2 separate regions of the Mus musculus genome follow, and region 1 is linked to region 2. Evidence: chromatin contacts called from public promoter capture Hi-C data. All regions are on one chromosome and are shown on one strand. The core of a region is the stretch at or near the end of the contact, and the rest is flanking DNA. Distances in the headings are between cores, read along the strand shown.

Evidence for each region. Promoter capture Hi-C pulls out the DNA fragments that hold promoters and counts their contacts.
Region 1: a contact with region 2 is called in a promoter capture Hi-C map of embryonic stem cells, with 7 times the contacts expected there. The contact joins the enhancer-like site here to the promoter of Krt86 in region 2. A contact is called at or near these places in 21 of 39 promoter capture datasets (the 3T3-L1 cell line, the C10 cell line, the HPC-7 cell line and 13 more), 3 of 15 datasets of contacts at CTCF or cohesin (the NIH/3T3 cell line and large pre-B cells), 1 of 484 Hi-C or Micro-C datasets (the AML12 cell line), 17 of 115 datasets of contacts at active chromatin or transcription factors (Th17 cells, acute myeloid leukemia, astrocytes and 10 more) and 2 of 9 other capture datasets (adipose tissue and liver).

Annotation. Positions count from the first base shown.
Region 1 is chr15:101,982,560-101,989,438 of GRCm38.p6, forward strand. It overlaps a transcript of Krt78 not described here. Among named protein-coding and RNA genes, the nearest start is that of Krt8, 18 kb to the right of the region's middle. Within about 2 kb of position 1,857, at least 318 of the 459 cell types and tissues checked have an H3K27ac peak or open chromatin away from gene starts, as enhancers often do. A contact at or near this core is called in the AML12 cell line, the HPC-7 cell line, the NIH/3T3 cell line and 18 more, where this site is marked.
Region 2 is chr15:101,471,952-101,479,450 of GRCm38.p6, forward strand. It overlaps Krt86 (keratin 86), which reads left to right and starts at 1,527. Exons shown (of 9, transcript NM_010667.2): 1 at 1,527-1,968; 2 at 2,589-2,797; 3 at 3,454-3,514; 4 at 4,250-4,345; 5 at 4,512-4,676; 6 at 4,900-5,025; 7 at 5,301-5,521; 8 at 7,261-7,292; 9 at 7,425-7,499. The coding sequence starts at 1,600.

The sequences.
Region 1 (6,879 bases), core at 607-3,106, 510 kb after region 2:
GCACACATTCACATATTCATACTCTCATACATGCACACATGTGCACACATACATACATACACTCACACATACATGTACACACACACACTTTTTTCTTTTTTCTTTCTTTTTTTTGTTTTTGTTTTGTTTTTTTGAGACGGGGTTTCTCTGTGTAGCCCTGGCTGTCCTGGAACTCACTCTGTAGAACAGGCTGGCCTTGAACTCAGAGATCCTCCTGCCTCTGCCTCTCAAGTGCTGGGATTAAAGGCGTGTGCCACCACTGCCCGGCTCACACTTTTTTCAAGAGTCAGGAAAGTCCCTCGCACAACACTGGGTGACACTGTGGGTTCCTCTGCACTCACATTGCTGGTTGTCAATCAAGCAACACAGTGTAGCAGCCCCACTGCAGGCCTTAGGCTGGATCCCACTTCAGTAGCATCACACTCCGGATGAAGCTCTGTGCCCTATGCAGTGCTTCTCTCTGTGCAAGTAACAAATGTCTCTCTCATATGTTTGCCTTTGTTCTCTGATTCAATATGAGCATGTCTGTATGTGCCTGCCTATACCTGTCTGTACCTGTGCACATACAACCTCTACAAAAGCTTGCCTCTGGTCCCAAAGGCACGTGGTACTCAAGCACACGTACACACGTGCTCACACACACACATGCGTACACACACGCACACGTACACACGCACATGCGTACTTGCAAACGCACATGCGCACTCACACGTACACACACATATGTGCACACACACGCACATATACACGCACGCACGCTCACGTGCACGTGCACATACAAGTTCACTCCCTGCCAAGCTTCCCTGGATGGGAAGGCTGTAGCTCCAGAGGGCAAAGGAGATGCTTCCATTTAGACAGCAGGTGTTCAAGACCACCTCTCTCCTGCCAAGCACCCCTCCCCTCACACAGGTCCTGTCCTAGCTCCGTGTGAGTTAAGGGATGAGAGCCTTGTGGTAGATACAGGAAATGCAGGCACAGCCTCCAGGGCCATAAGACTTACAGAGAGGGTCATCTCTGAACTAAGAGACCAAGTGCCCACCGAATGGACAGGCAAGGCATTGGAAGTGTATTTGGGGTCAGGCATACACAGCCGCAAAGAGCAGATAGTGCGTGGTTCCTTCGAGGATCCTGACAGGAGCCCGGCTGCTTTTGGCAGCAGAGAGAAAGGAATGGCTGCATACGTGGTCTCCAGTCACGTGAGGCAGGCCCTTACGCTAGTGGCTTCCTGTGTGTTCCTACTCAGTAAAACGGAGTCACACACACTAAACTGGGAAGCAAAACATTTAAGGTCCACTCTGGCATGACCCCAACTGTCCTCTCTGAGACCCCAGGACTACAGGGAGCTGGACCTGTGATCTGGGGACTCACATAGGCCAACTAAGCCCTAGTAACTCAGGTGTGCCCTTCTGATGCCGCCATGCTTGTGCCCCCTGGAGCCTGGTCTACCTCCTTCTCCATCCGCCAGCCTTAGGAGGCATGGACCTCCAGCCTCAGCCTCCGAAGGCTCTAAAAATGTTGCTTGGCTCCAGGAGCTAGGTGCTGCCTCCTGCTGGACAGATGGGGAACAGCTAGCAAGTGAGGCAATGTGGCTACAAGCCCTTGGTGCCTCTCCTCTGGTATTTAAACCCGCAGTGCACACTTTCCTTCACAAACAAGGCTGCCCAGGACATCTCACATCTCTTGGCATTCAGCTCCACCTCCCACCCACACTACAACAATGCAAGGTGTGGGACTCCCGTGGATAGAGACTAAAATCCACACAAATGTCACTCACCACGTCACGTCCTACCCAAAACAATAGGAGCTTCCCCTGATTAGCACAAAACATGCCTCTGTAGCCAATGATAGGCTGTGACCAGGACCCGCCCCGATCTCGCTCATGGAATGGGAGCTGCACGTGGCTGGCAAGCTTGGCTCTGGGTTTCAGAGCAGTTTCCTCCGTGCTCCTCTGCTGCCCTCTAGTGGAAAGATGGTGTACTTCCGGTGTACTCAAAAAAACGTCCCTCCATCGCACAGCCTTTCAGGATCTAGACACCCTGAGCAGCAGACTGGGAGGAAACGTTGAAAATCCAAGAGCTTGGAAGATAGGTCACATCCTGGGAGCCATCGGTTTGACAGAAGACAGGTCTGGCCATTGGATTCTCTCATACAGATGTCAACCTGTGCAGAAGGCTCTCTAATGAAGTATTTAAGAACCCCAAAACGTGCATTCCTAGAACAAAACTGATTTTCTCTGGAATTAAGAAAGGAGAAATAGGGCTGGAGAGATGGCTCCGCGGTTAAGAGCACTGACTGATCTTCCAGGGGTCAGGAGTTCAGTTCCCAGCAACCACATGGTGGCTCACGGCCATCTGTAATGGGATCTGATGCCCTCTTCTGGTGTGTCTGAAGACAGTGACACCTTTAACTTTCTGAAAGGCATTTTAGTGCAGTTTATGTATAACGCTAAACAAAGACCACCGAGGTTTTTTTTTTTTTAATAGCTAGCCCAGGCTCCCTCTGCTGCATTTCTGTGTCCTGAATCCTCACCCACCCACCCCACTCCAAGCACTGTGCCCCAAGACCAGCAGTGATTCTCAAAAAAAGAGAGGAGCCAGGTTTTGCCGTGTGTTCCTGTTCAGGGTCCTGTAGAGCTGTCACCGAGGCAAGCTTGTCCCTCTGGCCTCTGTGTCCCTGCTTAGAGTCAATTTCCAGAAACAGTTTCTAGTGACCCATTCGAGGATGGCCAAGATGGAGTCCTTAAATATTTGGACTAGTGGCTAGCATTTTAAAATCAGGTTTCAGGCTGGAGAGATGCTCGGAGTTGAGGGCACTGGCTGCCCTTCCAGAAGACCCGAGTTCAATTCCCAGCCCCCACATGGCAGCTCACAACTGTCTGTCCAGCTTCAGCAGATCCAACACCTCACATAGACAGGCAGGCAAAACACCAATTTACATAAAATAAAAATAAATAATTTTTAAATAAATAAATATAGAAATCTGGTTTCATATAAAATTTCAGGTCTCTACTGCAAAGTTGAAACTTGTGGCCACTCTGGAACCAGATTCCTTGGCAGAAACCAGGAAAGACCACAAAAAACGAGGGCTGTGGCTGCCCACTCTCCTTAGCATTGAAAGATGCTGGTGGACACTGGCCAGACAGAAGAATAAGCCATAAATGAGAGCCACCAGTAGAACTTTGTGAGAGACTCACTGTGTATCTCTGGCTGTCCTGGAAATCACTGTAGTCTCCAACTCACAGAAATCCACCTGCATCTGCCTCCTGAGTGCTGGAATTAAGGTGTGTGCCGCCACTTCTAGCTTATAATCTTTCTGGCTTGTTTTAGACAGGGTCTCAGCCTAGGCTCACCTCGATCACTGGAGCTTCAACCCCCAAGTGCTGACACGGCAGACCTGGGACAATATGTACTGAGAAATTAAGTTTAAAATAATACTTTATATAACCCCATGTATCTTAAGTCTGAGTCTACATGCAACCAACCTACAAACATAAGTATGTGTGTGTAGTATATGCTCATGTAGATATGTACACATGTCCATACAGAGGTGGCTGTGGCTGTGACTGTGGGTGTGTACATGCATGTGTGTATGTACAAGTGTCTGTGCATGTGTGTGTGTGTGTGCACTTGTTTCTGTGATGCATGTATTTGCATGTGTGTGCATGTGTATATGTGCATTGTGTAGTGTGTACATGTGTGTATGTGCATGTATGTGCATTTGTATATGTACATATGTGTGCATGTGTGTGCATATGTATATGTGTATGTGTGTGTGCATGTGTGTGCACATGTGTATGTGCATTGTATATGTGCATGTGTGTGAATGTGTATGTGCATTGTATATGTGTGTGTGTGTTTGTGTGTGTGTGTGTGTGTGTGTGTGTGTGTGTGTGAAGACCAGAAGTTAACATCAGGTGTCTTCCTCTATGACTCTCCACCTTACTTTTTTTATTTTTATTCTTTTACACTTATATTGTGCAGACATACTTGTGTGGGCACACATCTGCCACAGCTCACATGTAGAGGTCAGAGGACAACTTCTGGGAATTGATTCTTTCCCCTCCACCATGTGAGTTCCAGAGATTCAGCTCGGAGTGGCATCAGGTAGGAGCACCTCACCTGCTTAGCCATCTCACCAGCCCCTCTACCTGAGACAGGGCTTCTTGCAAACCTGCAGTTTATTCTCCTAGGCTTCCTGGCCAGTAAGTACCATACATGCTCCCATCTCCACCTCTACCTACCCCCTCAGCACCGATTACAGGTGGAGCACACATGCATACACAGCACACACAGTGGTACAACACTTTACATTCTTTTTTCTGATACCAAGTCTTCCAGATCTGATATATGATTTAGCGCCGTTAGCAGCTCTCAGAGCAAACCAGCTGTTTTGAAGCAGCCTCAGCAAGCACCTGTGACCAGTGGCCACCACGGTGAACATGAGCAGTCTTTAACTGTCTCCCCCCCACCTCAGCAGGTAGAACGAGGAGAGAGGGCCAAGCAGCTCGTGGCAGCGGGTTTGGGCCATTCAGAGTCCCATGAGTCCCATCAGGAGTTGGGAACATGGGCTCTGTCTGGGTGAGCATACACCTCTGGCTCCTTGGCTTCTTCCCAGAAGGGATCCTGCGCCTCCGATAAAGGACTGACAGAGTGAGAGGTGCTACAACAACGCCTCTGGCCACCCCACCCCAGCCACCCCTACCCTAAACCTCTCCCCCTGAGCTTCAATCCCCCCCCCCCAGCTTCTCTTTTCTCTCTTGGTTCTATTGGTCCTCAGCTCTCAGTTCCCGGTCCCCTCTCTTGGCCTTTCCTTCCTTTTCCTCTCTGACTCACATCTCACCCACCCCACCCTCATGGCCTGATCTATTCTGCTGGCTGCTTTCAGTCTGTTAGTTTCTCTCCCTGCTGGACTCTTCCAGATGCCTCTGGCTGCTCGCTCTCTATTCTCTCTCTCTCTCTCTCTCTCTCTCTCTCTCTCTCTCTCTCTCGTAGATGCAATAATAAATAAATAAATAAATAAATAACACCTCCCCTCAGCCACACCCAGGTGTGGTCATGTTCTCCTTTTCATTAAGTTTGGTTAGGATTTTTTTGTTTGTTTGCTTTTTGTTTTATTTTGGTTGTTGTTGTTGTTTTTGTTTTTGTTTTTAGGGGGTTTTGTTTTTTGTGAGACAGGGTCCCATGAAGTAGACCAGGATGAACTCAAACTCCAAGGCCGCTTTTGTCTCCCAAGTGTTGGGATTCACTGCATACACCACCATATCCCGCTCCTCTGTTTTCTTGGTTTGTTTGTTTTTTTAATCTGATAATCCTTAATATGTGGCAAACGAATCCATTCCCCTCATCCAATCGTTCCTGCCTGTCCCGCTGAAATCATTTCTAGTTGCAAGTGAGCCATCTTATCTAGAGACGGAAAAGCAAGCCGCCCTGTGCCTCCACTCCGCTCTGCACTGGAAGAAAGTAAGTCTCACATCTGCCGCAGTGTTCTGTGAACATGTTCAAGTGCAAGCCAGGGGTCCAGTTTCTTACCCCAGACCCACTCCACCCTTACCTTGGCTGCCTGGCTCCTGTTTGTATTTGGAAATTTTATCTTTTAAACCAAAAAAATCTCTCTTCAAGGTATCCATGTTATTGCTAGCCAGGTCAACCCCAAAGGTAGCCAATTGGACATTTGAAATGAGAAAAAGGAGCCGCTCCCTACATTGCAAGACAGTTCTCACGTTGTCCACCAGGAGGCGCCGGAAACCTGCATAAAGAGACCCATACGGCATAATTGAGGAGTGCTGCTTACCGCCTTCTTCCTATCCTTTCCTCAGCCTGCTTTCCTATAGAACCCAGGATCAACAGCCCAGGGATGGCAACACCCGCCGCGAACCGAGCCCTCCCCAATTGATCACTAATTGAGAAAATGCCTTACAGCTGGATCTCATTGAGGCATTTCCTCAACTGTGGGCCCTTCCTCTCTGATGACTCTAGCAGTCAAGTTGACACACAAAACCAGCCAGTATACCACTCTTTAGGAGATAGCTTGTCTAGGACGGATCCTGTGTTCAGTGTCCACTAGAGGACAAGGGGCAGGTGAGGACTTCTCCTCACCCAAAAGCTTGGGCGTAGATCCAAGTCTGTTGCTCTGATCTAAACCCTACCACCAAATGCCTTGGCTTGCAAGCCTGCCTCCCAGGAACATATTCAGAGAATCAGGTGAGGCGAAGCCCACCTGACCACTTCGGACTGGAAGCTAGTACAGGAGGGATGGAGAGGGGTCTGAAGAGATGGCTCAGTGGTTAGGAGCACCTGCTGATCTTCCAGGTTTAAATCCCAGCACCAATGCGGCAGCTCACAGCCGGCCATAGCTCCATAACGCCCTCTTCTGGCCTCTGCAGGCACCACATTCATGTGGTGAGCAAAAGTATACACAGGCAAAACACCCGAATACAGGCAAAACACCCGAATACATAAAGTAAATCTTTTATTTTTTCTGTTTTTTTTTAAAGAAGAGAACTTTTCTCTCTCTCTCCCCCCCCCCCCTCTCTCTCTCTCTCGTTTATTTTCAACAAAACAGGGAAGTGATGAAGCCTCACGGAGAAGGACACAATCACAGACCAGAGAGGCGCCTTCTCTGGCCCCTGTGTTCTCACCGCTCCTGTGGGAAGTGACACGTGACAGAAAAGAGAAGGCACGGAGACCATCTCCTAAAGAGTGATGGTTTTGTGTGCCAACTTGACACAAGCTAGAGTCATCAGAGAGGAAGGGCCCACAGTTGAGGAAATGCCTCCATGAGATCCACCTGTAAGGCATTTTGTCAATTAGTCATCAGTGGGGAAGGTGGTGCCATCCCTGGCTGGTGATCCTGGGTTCTCTGAAAAGCAGGCTGAGGAAG
Region 2 (7,499 bases), core at 277-2,776:
GTGGTGGAGCCTGGATTTAAAACTAGGTACTTTGGAATCTGACTCTGTGTCCTCAACTGGTATAACGTGTATTTCCACTTTTCAAAAATTGCAGCTCCAGAAGGAATAATTGTATGTAATGACACAATAAACACCAGGCATACATGGCTGACCCAGAGGGTCAGGGCACAGTCGTGACATAAGCAAAACAATGATGTGTTCTGTTCTGCTCTGGCTGGCTTTGTTCTAGACTGTTCTGTGACTGAAAATGATGGTTCTCCCCATTGGAGGGAAACAACATGAACTCTTGAGAAAACACTGCTCAGAGCGGCTGAAAAGGATTGGGGCACAGCCTATCGCACCGTGCTCTGGAGTTTACAGAGCCTGTACGTACCCCTTCAGACTTCCAAGACAGGCAGGGGAGGTGAAGCCTCTGCCAGACTTCAGCATAGTGAAGCACCTGCTTCAGGGTCAGAGGTAGTCAGGGCTGCGCCTCTGGCCTACCCAGCTCTTGTTTGTTCAAGGCCCATGCTGGATGGGTAACGCTAGATGCTACAGTTATGTCTTAATGACCATCAAAGCCACTGGCAAGCTGATGTTACAAAGTGGGAGGGTCATTGGGGAAGGTTAGGGGGTTCATGGTATGAGAAGGAGAGGTGTTCATAGTGCAGCAAGTATCAGAGGCTCGACTGACAGTTGGAGACTTCATGATCTTTTCATGTCACCTACTGGATTTTACATACTGAGTCAAATACTGTGTAGATACCCACAGCAAGGTCACCCCACGGATGACATAAGAACCTGAGGTGAAATGAAGACCTTAGATACTCAGCAATGTTGGGATTTTCTGGGGCCAGTGAGCCAGAGAGCACTTAGGCCTCAGGGAAGATGGAAGGAAGACATTCCCTTGGTCCTAGATAGCCAAGATGGACTAGGTATTGTTTGTGTCCACAGATGTGTGTGTGTCAAACAGAGACATGTAGCCTATTAGTTCGTGGAAATTGTGTGTAAGAAAGGGAAGGATAAGGATCAGTGGGCTTGAGAGATGGAGGAGGTAGAAGGTGACTAACTTAACTGTTATCCAGATATGGAGCTTTAAGGGGCACGGAGAAGAACTATGCAAGTGGGGCATCTCACCTAACACACCACCAGTTCCATGCCACCCGCATCCCTAGCTGGGCTGTGTCAGGACCTCGGACAGCGGTGCCGCCATTTTTTTTCAGTCCCTGATTGGAACAACAGCTCCGCCCCTTTTCATTTTCCTTGTAGCATGAGTCACCTACACTGTCTCTCCAGCTTCGTTTCTGTGTGTTGGGCACAGGAGCAGGGCATGGAGGGGGTGAGCTGGCCCTTTGAAGGAGGAAATTGAACAGTTTAGGGCAAAGGACCACAAACACCAGCAAATGGTCACCAATTTAGCACATTTAAGGAGGAGCCACAGCAACTAAACAAGCCAAGCTCATAAAGCCATCTAATTGCTTCAGACCACGTGGTCACAGTCAGGGTCCCCACATATATAAAAGGCCAACAAACCTAAAGAGGTAAACACTGAATTCACGTCCACTTTACCCTCCACCTGGACGTCTCCAGTTTCAGAGTTGCCCTTCTCCCTAAATAACCATGACTTGCGGATCCTACTGTGGTGGCCGTGCCTTCAGCTGCGCCTCAGCCTGTGGGCCCAGGCCCGGCCGCTGCTGCATCTCTGCAGCTCCCTACAGGGGCATCTCCTGCTACCGAGGACTCTCAGGGGGCTTCGGCAGCCAGAGTGTCTGTGGGGCCTTCCGCTCTGGCTCCTGTGGACGCAGCTTCGGGTACCGCTCTGGAGGCATCTGCGGGCCCAGCCCACCCTGCATCACCACAGTCTCTGTCAATGAGAGCCTGCTCACACCCCTGAACCTGGAGATCGACCCCAATGCTCAGTGTGTGAAGCATGAGGAGAAGGAGCAGATCAAGTGTCTCAACAGCAAGTTCGCGGCCTTCATCGACAAGGTCGGTGTCCTGGACCAGCCCCTTCCCGGAGCACAGCATGTCACAGCCAAGGCCAGGCACTGAGGGAACAGGAGGCAGAAAGCCCACTCATATTGAGCCTCTAGTCTCAAGAGAGAGGATGCACAGGGCTCACCTGTGAGTCCTGAGAGGCAGAGCTTATGGCCAAGAGAAGTGGCCAGGCTGTCCTGGGTACAAACTGACTACAGGGAGTCCCAGGGGCTGCAGCATGGAGCTGGGGCAACCCAAGGAGGGAGGCTGCACTTGGGCTGACAGGAAGGGTGCAGACTACTGGAGGGATGGACAGAGGCCTTCCTAGTGAGTGCATCTAAATGGCCTGTGACACCATCTCCCTGGCTCCTTGTCAGTCCCTGGGATGTGACTATGGGTGCTCTGCTTGTGGGGACTCCTGACTTGTTGGCTTCAGAGATCGCTGAGCCCAGCATAGGACAATGAAGTGTCCACCTGGACTCCTGAGTGTAGGCACTGACCATGTCCCTTGTGCCCTCTCCCAGTGGGAAAGTCAGGCAGGACCAAGATAAGGGCTCCTTCCCAGAGTCCCTCTACTTCCTCTCCACCATCAGCCCAGATCTGCCCTGAACCCCTTCTGTCTCCCATGGCAGGTGCGCTTCCTGGAGCAGCAGAACAAGCTGCTGGAGACCAAGTGGCAGTTCTACCAGAACCGCAAGTGCTGTGAGAGCAACATGGAGCCTCTGTTCGAGGGCTACATCGAGGCGCTGAGGCGGGAGGCTGAGTGTGTGGAGGCCGACAGCGGGAGGCTGGCAGCCGAGCTCAACCATGCGCAGGAGTCCATGGAGGGCTACAAGAAGAGGTGAGAATGGCCTGCTGTGGTGCTGGTATAAAATGTGCCGTATATTAAAGCCCAGGTTGTGGAAGTGTAGCCAGGCTGACATCATTGTAGGATCCTGCTGTCTGTGAAATATCTGCACAGATGTTCCTTGGAGAGGATGGGGGAGCGTCAATTTCTGCCTCAGTGTTCCCTCTGCAGAGTGCGACTAACAGCTCTGCCTTCTCTGGGGAGGATAGACACAGCCCCCACTCCAGCTCCTTCTCACTTTGATCTTCTGCACTGTAATCCCTGAACAGATTCTGCTCAGGAAAGTAGGAGGGTCATGAGCCAAGCTGTCTGTCTCACTGCCTTGGGTACTCAGCCCTGAAATCTGGGTCTGTTGATGGGTCTGTTCAGCAGCTGGGCTGGGACTGACATAAATGGGGGGAGGCTGGAGCCGCAGTACCCAACCCCATGATGTTCCCTCCCAGATGAGGTTGGTATCAAATCATCCTCTCCTTCCTGGGTTGTCTTCGGAACAGCACTGGTTCTCTTCTAGCTTTCACCCACTCCCAGATAGCCCAGGTTCCTCCAGAAAGACCTATCAGGACCAAGAGCTCTGAGGGCTCTTTCCCTGAGTTCCCTGCATGGGGTGTGGATTTCAACCACCCATATCATGTCCCCTATTTCTGTCCTAGGTACGAGGAGGAAGTTTCTCTGAGAGCTACAGCTGAGAATGAGTTTGTGGCTCTGAAGAAGGCAAGTAGCAGACGGTGGGAGGTGGAACAACACAATTGAGGGACACACTGTACTTGTGGTCACCCTTCATGAATTTTTATCTTCACACATCAAAATAGGAAAAAATCTCAGAGAGATGACCCAATGAATGTCAGACCCAGGGCTATGACAAAGGGCTGTTGTGAGGGCAACAGCCATTTGGAAGGTTGGCATCTAGAGAGTCAGTAGTCCAAACCCATGGAGACATGAATACGTTTGGAATGTCTTTTGGATCCTTCTGCTCTGATGCAGGACCTTGGATGTATTAGCCTTGATGTGCCTTTCCCTCATCATGGGGTGTATGGTTGGGATTCCAGGAGCCACAGGGCTTCATTCTGTTCATTGAAAGTGGTGTGGTTTACATCCATTCTACTAGTCTGATCAGAATGTTAGGGCTCAAGACAGTGTGTAAGGGTTGAGAGGATTGCTAGGAGTGTCCAGTTGACCTCTTGAAGCACTGCTGGATCAATTGGAAGATCTGGGGGACAACTGGGAAGCTTTTTAGAACAGAACAGAACCAAAGAGCAAGAAGAGGGAAGATGTCTTGGAGGCTGAGAGCCAGAGAGTCTCCAAACCTGTGGAACTGTCAAGAGCATGCTGGGAAGTGGGGACAGAGATGACTTGCACACAGGGGTCTTTCTCTGCTGTGCTTCTGGGACAGATGAAGAGAGAGAAGAGTTTAGGACACGATGAGGCTCACACCTCCCTCTTTCCCAGGATGTGGACTGTGCCTACCTGCGCAAGTCAGACCTGGAGGCCAACGCAGAGGCACTGACCCAGGAGACCGACTTCCTGAGGAGAATGTATGACGAGGTAAAGGCAGCAGCCAGGTAGAAGTACATCGAGTAGTCTGTAGACAGTCATTCCGTGACTGTGAAGTCTTGTGTGGACCAGGGGAGGACTGGGAGGTTGGCAGAAGTGTGTGGGGTTAGGCTGAGCCTTCAAGAAGTTTTTATCTGCTGTCTCCTTCCTCCTGTAGGAGACCCGCATCCTCCATTCCCACATCTCAGACACCTCCATCGTCGTCAAGATGGACAACAGCCGGGACCTGAACATGGACTGTGTCGTGGCTGAGATCAAGGCTCAGTATGATGACATTGCCAGCCGCAGCCGTGCTGAGGCTGAGTCCTGGTACCGCACCAAGGTGAGAGGTCAGGACATCTGTCCTTAGATGAGACAGTGGGAAGGACTCTGGAATCTATTGGAAAGGGCTTCTTGCACACCAAGAATCACAAGAAGATTGCACACAGCTCTAGGCTGAGGAGGCAGCCCAGCCTGACCACTGTGCATCTTGCACATCCATTGTGCTCACTGGGTCGATGTCACATCCTGGGCCTCATGGACATCTCTGCTTCCCCAACCCCTAGTGTGAGGAGATAAAGGCCACAGTGATCCGGCATGGAGAGACTCTGCGCCGCACCAGAGAGGAGATCAATGAGCTGAACAGAATGATCCAGAGGCTGACTGCTGAGATCGAGAATGCCAAGTGCCAGGTATGTAAGGTTCAGCTGCTCTGGGACCAGAGAGGCTGGATGTCTACTCAGTGCCACACAGCCAGCATGTGTCCTGCTTGGAGCTTACCATTTAGTCTCCTACCATTTGTACAGCTGGGTTTCCTGATTATGCTCACTCAGGCTGACCCAAGTGAACAAGGCAAGAGGTTGCTTCTAGAATGTTCCCGACTGTTGGGAAAGATTGGATAGCAAGCTGGTGACAGACCATGAGACCCAGGGACCCTTGGCTATCTCAATTTCTTTTGTGTTCCCAGAACACCAAGCTGGAGGCTGCCGTGACCCAATCTGAGCAGCAGGGAGAGGCTGCCCTTGCTGATGCCCGCTGCAAGCTGGCTGAGCTGGAGGGTGCCCTGCAGAAGGCCAAGCAGGACATGGCCTGCCTGCTCAAGGAGTACCAGGAGGTGATGAACTCCAAGCTGGGGCTGGACGTTGAGATCACCACCTACAGGCGCCTGCTGGAGGGCGAGGAGCAGAGGTGGGTCCTGTAGCTTTTCACTTTTCCAACCCTTCTTGGGTCCTCAGCATTGAGCCCCACACCTTGGGTAACCTGTTCATCTTCGCTTCCTCACTTCATGGTCCCGCACGTGGATAGGAAATCTGTGTAAGTCCTTTAACCTTCATCTAACCTTTACCCTTGATGTAACCTTTGACCTAACTCCATCTCTCTCACTCCTGCTGGCCTCGCTCTAAGGCTGCCTACGTGGAGATACTGGGTTTTGTCCTCTCAAGGTCTAGCTGGTACTCATACTTAGGCTCCACCCTCCTCTTTGCCCCATGGAGGCCTGTGTTCTCAGGAGTCCATCTTTTGGTCTAAGCTGTCCCTGGCCAGGTCTACTCCAACCTTGGAAATTCAGATTTATCTCATAATAGTACCTTCTGGCAGCAGAGTCCACCATCCCCTGTTTAGCTATTATGATGGTCAATAATGAGTGCCCTAAAGTACCCTCCCATTGCAGTTTGGACTGATCTAGAGGACAGCAGAGACTAATTCTCTCTTGGAACTTTGTTTTTCCTATTCAGACTTGGGTACTACTAGAGGACCCTCTTGCTGTTCAAGCTTCTTGTGGTGGAGGGTTCCTCACACCCCAAGTCTTCAAGGACTCCACTTTAAACCAAGCTCTTGTTATTGTACTTTCTGTTTCATGTTCAGCTGCTTGGTTGTGTTCTGAACCTCTTTTTGTGCATAGCCAGCTTCCAGGGTGGCACACAGGTAGAGAATCATATGTACTGGGGACATGGGGATACAGACTTGGCATGTGATCACACTGAGGGATCCTAGGACAACAAAATCGCTTGAGAAGCCTGGAGGTACCTGGTGATGGTATCTGAGAATCTGAAAGTTGGAGACAGACAGACAGACAGACACACACACACACACACACACACACACACACACACACACAGAGAGAGAGAGAGAGAGAGAGAGAGAGAGAGAGAAAGAGAGAGAGAGATATCTCCCTGAAAAAGAACCCCAGTGTGTCCACCACATAGAAGGAGAGAGGCAGAGGACCACAGTATCTGTTGAGTTTGTCAGTCTCAGTCTTTGTGTGTTCTGGCCAAGTCTGTTTGGTTCCCTTCTGGAAAATAATACCAAGTGGAGAAGAAATACAGGTCAGGAAGTGTTGGAGTCTTAACCCTGAACCGTCATTGGCCATTTCCCCCGTGGGTGCCCAACAGGAGGACTGTTATAGGTATCTTCCAATGAGAGGACTGCTGTAGGTAGTTTCCCATCTGCCTCTAAAGTTCTAAGCTCTCATCTCTCCATCTGGGATCATTGATGAAGACATTTGCTGTCTTCAGACACAGGGGCAAAATGTTCTGATTTCCCTTAGACCCATATTGTTACAATGATGGGGTTTACAAGATTACACCTAATTCCCTCGAATGGACTTACAGCTCAAAACCAACAGGGCAGCAGCAGCCAGTGCTTCAGCACGTGTGTCTAGGATGTCTTAGTCTCCAGTAGAGCCCTTGGATTATTCTGGGAGGAGACCTAGAACCCACTAGGGTGCACAGTGAATAAGCATGGTGTGATAGAGGTCATGCCCTGCCTTCAGAACTCACCTGGTTCCCCCCCCCCAAAGGTTACCCCCAGCTCCGGGGTTCTCAGTTTTTCCCCTGCACCCTTTCCCTAGGGCGAGAGCCTAGAAGGATCCATGATGGCTCCTGTAACATGCTTTCGGTTTACTAAAGTCTCCCTTTCCTCTCCCACAGGTTGTGTGAGGGCGTTGGCTCCGTGAATGTGTGTAAGTAATTCCAGCCTCCCCCTTTCCTGCGGGGTGGTGCGCGCCTTTGGGGCGGGAACACTTGAGCTTGCTGCGGAGACTCTTGGCAATGGCCGTGCCTGACAAGGTTTCCCCTGTTCTCCGGGCTTTCAGGTGTGAGCAGCTCCCGCGGTGGCGTCGTCTGTGGCGATCTCTGCGTCTCTGGTACTGCCCCTGCTGTCAACACAA